Regions from separate parts of the Cricetulus griseus genome. Here region 1 is linked to region 2. Evidence: chromatin contacts called from public Hi-C data. All regions are on one chromosome and are shown on one strand. Each heading gives the region's core, a stretch centred on a gene start, on an enhancer-like site or on the middle of the called end of the contact. The rest is flanking DNA. Distances are from core to core; before and after follow the strand shown.

Region 1 (2,700 bases), core at 97-2,596, 89 kb before region 2:
CAATCACTGTGACCCAGCAATACTAAATGGAAAGTTACAGAAATAAACAAGTCAGTTTTGAATCACATTCCTTTCAGAGCTACATGATATATTACAGTAGTTGCTTTTCTTGTCTCTGTGACAAAATAATTCACCAGAGCATTTACAGCAGGGTTTGTCTTGGCTGAGCCTTGGAGGACATAAGTCACATTGTGTCCAAAACTGAAAGCAGAGAGCAACACATGCTGATGCTCTCTCGCTCTCATCTTTTTTGTGCAGTCTAGAATCCCAGTCCATGGAGTGATGCCTTCCATAGTTCCATCTGGCCTTCCTATTTTAATTAACCTGAACTTGAAAAATCCCACACAGGCCTTTCTTTTTGGTGATTCTTGATCAGGTTGAGTAGACAATAAAATAAAACATTTTACACAGTAAAGTCTCAAGCCCCTCTACTCTTCTACCCCTGAGTGGGATTCATCCCTCAGCTAGAATATCCACAGTGTATCCTCTTGTGGTGACACGTCAATATAGTTTCTCATGTTGTGCTGACCCCCAGCCATAAAATTACTCCGTTGCTACTTCGTAACTGTAATTTTGCTACTGTTACGAATTGAAATGTAAATATCTGATATGCAACCACAGCGAGAAAGGGTCATTCGACCCAAAGGGGCCTCAACCCACAGATTGGGAACCACTGCTCTAAGTGAAAAGCTAAAACAGTACAATATTTTATGAGTGACCATATTCACAACATTTATCAGAGTATATTATAACTATCAATCTTACTGTGCCTAATTCATAAACTCCCAGTGGGTATGTTTATACAGTTCAGGACCTATGCCCCACCCCTGCCTAAAGAATGGTGTTGCCCATAGTGGGCTGGATCTTCCCACATTATTTGACTTAATTAAAACAATCTCCAGGCTTGTCCACAGGTCAACCTGATTTAGACAATCCCTCACTGAAACTCCCAAGGTGACTCTAATGTGTCAAGTAGACAATTAAAACCATTACATCAGGGAACAGTCTCTCCCTCACTAGCAGAAATATCTGAGAGGTCTCCAGTTCCTTTGCATTCCCCCTGGGCTTACAAGGTGTGTTTTTTTTTAATACTTATTCATTTTAGAAAACAAAGAACTTCACATTTGCATTAACAGATATCCACTAACTGTTTTAATTCAGAGACTCAGGTAGGTCACAGCACAGTGTGGAGGAAATGGGAGTGGCAAGTTAGAAACATTTTTACTATAGAGCTTATAAAAGAGGATACATACATTGCTGTTGTTTGTATAAGAAACCCAGGACTGGTCACGGAAAGCCTGGTTACATACACAAATAAGAATGACGACATTTTTGACATTGCAAAGGCATGCGGTTTCTATCACAGAATTATGTGGTTATCATAGCATGCAGGAGTTTTCAGTTGTTCAGGATAGTGTACATAAAGCATAGTCCTGGCAAAGAACATTGCCTCACTCCATGGCTGCTGCACAAAGAAAAAAGGAGCTTTGCCCCCTTAGGTTTTATTGGTTCTGTTTTGTTTCAAAGAGCAGTTTATGGAGATGTGGTTTGAGTCACTGGAAGAATGAGTCATTTGCCTTTAAAAGGAAAGGTCAGATGGAAGTAATTCTATAAATATTTAATTTTGCCTAAATTCAGGAAAATCACTTTGATTAGAGTTTTTGCTCAAGCGCCAGTCATAGGTTATTTTACGTGATCCACAAGTTCCTTTCATATGCATCTCTCAAATTTCTCAGCATCCCAAGGCAGGAAATGGAATGAGTTCCAGGCAGTGTCAAGATTAAGACTGAGCATGAACCTGTCTTGTGAGCCGTGGAGGATCAAGGCGAGGTCAGAGTTCCGAGCAATGGAGCTGGGAGCAGAAGCCATTATCGGTAGATAGAGAACTGAGTGATAGCCACACCCTTCCTGCAGCAGGGACTTTCCTAAAGGCAGGGTGGAACATGGTGGCAGTGAGACCCTGGTGTAAGTGCTGACAGGTGTAATCTTCCAGCCTGAGAGCATGAATGTGACTGGGGCCAAACAGGAAGGGCCTGCTGGGGCAGCAAAGGGAGAACAGCACACAGAAAGTGGAATCCATCATTCAGAGAAAAATATTTTTATCCTCCAGACAGCAGGATGCCACTTTGGGAAGCAGAATTCTTTTGTTCTCAAAGTTAAAAAGGTTTATAATTTTTAAACTATTTCTTTTTTATTTATTTTTTACATTCAAATCCCAGTTACCCCTCCCTGCTCTCCTCCCACTCCCCCCCACACACCCCATCTGCTCCTCGGAGAGGGTAAGGCCTCCCTAGGAAGTCTACTAAGTCTGTCCCATCATCTCATTGAGGCAGGACCAAGGCATCTCCCCAACCCCACATCCCTGTGTCTAGGCTGAGCAAGGTATCTCTCCATGTAGAATGGGCTCCACTAAGTCAGTTTCTGCATTAGTGTTAGATCTTGGACCCACTGCCAGTGGTCTCATATATTGTCCCAGTCACACCTATATTAAGGGAGTCTAGTTCAGTCTTAGGCAGGTTCCCCATTTGTCAGACCTGACTCAGTAGTCTCTCACTAGCTCAAGTCAACTGATTCTGTGTGTTTCCCCAACATATTTATTTAATGTGCTTGTTATTATGCCCATGTGTGTACCATGGCACTCAACTGGAGATCTCAGGACAGCTTTCACTTGATTCTCTCCTTCTACCACAAGAGTCCCAG
Region 2 (2,860 bases), core at 83-2,582:
TCCACATGAAGTGGACTAACCATTAACATCTGAACTTTGATCTGTTTTAGTCTGTTTATAGCACAAAGCATTATTTTCAGAAGTGAAAGACTCCATCTCCACACAGATATTTCAATGCTTAAGTCCTTTCACCTGCATTACTTAATTTCCTTATCAAGACTAATGGGAACAGGCAAATGTTACAAGAAAGAAACTTTGGTCCCAGAATTTATGTTACACTTAAACCCCCAGATAGAAAGGCCAGCCACAGTTTACTGGGACTGTATAAAACCAAAATGGTTTTATAAATGGTTTTATACTGCAACCATATAAAAATGAAAAACTATTGCAAAACATCAAATTTAAGTCAGATTCACATGTCAGAGGAGACAGGTACTCTCAGGGTCATCTCATCCAGTTTAATTTCCTTGCTTATAGAACTTGGGCCTAAAGTGGTGCTTAATATGGCTAAGTGGAAAGGCTAGAATCTGAATTTGTATACTTCAGGTAGTGTTATTAACCTAGCTGCAGGCAGCTAAGGTCAATTAAACAAAATGCCACCAGCCCTTCAGAAAATATCTTCAGATTGTAGCACAAAAGGTCACGGAAGGCATCTATTTTTCCAAAAGTGTCCAGCTTCATTCATCTCAGTGAATTAGGCAAATGATTTTAGTCCTTAAAAAGATTGTATTGCATAGCTGGGCGTTGGTGGCGCACGCCTTTAATCCCAGCACTCGGGAGGCAGAGGCAGGCGGATCTCTGTGAGTTCGAGGCCAGCCTGGTCTCCAGAGCTAGTGCCAGGATAGGCTCCAAAGCTACACAGAGAAACCCTGTCTCGAAAAACCAAAAAAAAAAAAAAAAAAAAAAAAGATTGCATTGCATAATGGGCACTGAGCTTCTACTACTGCTCTCTAATTCAAACTAGCCTGGGAGTCAAGGACAAGCAATACAGGAAGTGTCCTTGCATGGTAACAAATCGCAAATGGCAAATGCGAAACCTACCCAGGGCTAGAAGAAGAAAAAGAAAAGCACCAAGCACAGACTTGCTCCAGCTGGAGGCGAAGACTACGATAGATACCTGTATTGAGTTACGGTCAGCACAGCCCGGGGATGTGACCCAAAGCCAGGCAAATGCTGATTCAGGTAGGCCTCCAGGGACCTGATGTCGAACTTGTGCTGGGGTAACACTTCCACGGTGTCACTGGTGACATTCCTCTCCATGATTGCCACTGCTGTCCCAGGGTACAGAGATGAAGAATCCACAGAGGACACAGAGACTGCACGGAGGCAGAAACAACACAGAGCTTGGAGGCGTGGCCAAGGCGGGGCTTAGCGGCAGCCAATCGCCTGGACTCTGCGAGGCGCTGCTAAGCTGTGCGGGCAAGGTTGAGCGTGGTGACCTGGGCTCTGGCGGAGAAACGAAGGGAGCGCCTGCTGTGGGCCCCAACTTAGAATTCTCTATCAGCGTCAGAGCTGCAGGGGTGTGTGTGTCTCGATTTTAATAGAAAAACAAGGTCACAAACGCCACTCGGGCGAGTGAAGACATATCAGCCACCCTAGTGTCAACGACGCATCAGGCGGAAGGCCTGTGAGGTCCGGTTATGAAGAGGGTCCGCCAGGACCCTGGGTCCGGGAGTAAAAGACCTCGGTGTTCCTCACGGCCTCCTAGGTTAGAAAGGCAGAGTGGCTGTCATCCTGATCTGGACACACGCGACGCTGGCCCTGCTGCGACCTGGCTTAGCGGTTCTAGAGAAGAACTGTCTTGAGGAGCGTTTTGGTCAAGGGGAGCCATGGCGGTGAAGCACCGGAAGTGGCGCGCCGGAAGACCGGCGGGCGTGGCGGAGACGTGTCTCTCTGGGATGCCTGCAGCGTCTTCCCCGGCTGTCGGCATCCGGAAGGCTGCACCTAGTCCCTAGCCTGCTCTTCGTGGGTCCATCGGAGCAGCGTGGGGCGGCGGCGGCGACGGAGGCCCAGGCTGGGAGCGGCGGCCGGCGGGGGCCCAGCCATGGCCGAGTCGGTGGAGCAGCTGCGGCAGCGGGTTGAGGAGCTGGAGCAAGAACTCGCCCGGGAGAGAAGCCGGCAGGCCGCGGGCGGCCGGACCCGCATCGAGAAGATGAGCTCCGAGGTGGTGGACTCCAATCCCTACAGGTGATCCTTTCTTGCTGTGGAGTCAGAAGATAATCCTTGCCGAGCGTAGTGGCTCGTGGTTGATGCCAGCATTCGGTAGGGTGAGGTGGGGGAGTGGGTGGGGGGGGCGTGCCGCGAGTTCCAGGCCAGCCTGGGCTACATAATGAGCCCTAAACCAACTTGGGCTGTGTAGTGAGACCCCTTCCACTTGCAAACAGGAAAAATGATATTTTATTTTAATAAAAAAATCCAAGCCAGGCATCCATATGGTGCAGCTCTTGTGCCCACTGGCCTGTGCCCAGTTTCCTGTTACCCTTGTCTATGTAGTCTACCTTGCTCTGCATAAGGCTGATTGCCAGTAAACTCTGTCATAACATAGCATCTTATGTGAAGCTGCGAATGATAGACACAGTTTCTGAAAGGCCTTTCTGTGTAACTTAGATGAAGCAGGGCGAGGGAGAGTTAGTGACCAGGGAGCTCAGGAACATCTCTGACTATCGACTTTGCTAGGCCGGCTTACTCCTGTCCTTTGCTCTCCTTAAAAGGGCTGAGTGATTTATGAGGGGGAATACAGAGCTGTGGTTAAGGGAAGGTCTCTGCACCAAGACTGAGTGAGTTTATTTCTCAGCTTACCGAATAGCCAGTAACTTCTAACAGCTGCTAAGCTGCTTCTGAGTGCTGCCTGTAAAGTGGGACCGTAGGGATGCCCATTTCTGTCATAGTTATGAAGGGTGAAACAGTCAGTTTATGTGAA

The links. A called contact is a pair of places that touch in the nucleus more often than the background predicts.
Region 1: a Hi-C map of fibroblasts shows a contact between it and region 2, with 2.2 times the contacts expected there. The contact joins the enhancer-like site here to the promoter of Acad11 in region 2. A contact is called at or near these places in 3 of 8 Hi-C or Micro-C datasets (the CHO-K1 cell line and fibroblasts).

The regions. Positions count from the first base shown.
Region 1 is chr4:212,405,442-212,408,141 of CriGri-PICRH-1.0, reverse strand. No RefSeq gene overlaps it. Among named protein-coding and RNA genes, the nearest start is that of Ackr4, 48 kb to the right of the region's middle. Within about 2 kb of position 1,346, at least 1 of the 6 cell types and tissues checked has open chromatin away from gene starts, as enhancers often do. A contact at or near this core is called in fibroblasts, where this site is marked.
Region 2 is chr4:212,316,656-212,319,515 of CriGri-PICRH-1.0, reverse strand. It overlaps Acad11 (acyl-CoA dehydrogenase family member 11), which reads right to left and starts at 1,332. Exons shown (of 20, transcript XM_027414346.2): 1 at 1,058-1,332. The coding sequence starts at 1,200. Uba5 (ubiquitin-like modifier-activating enzyme 5) reads left to right here and starts at 1,831. Exons shown (of 13, transcript XM_027414348.2): 1 at 1,831-2,127. The coding sequence starts at 1,985.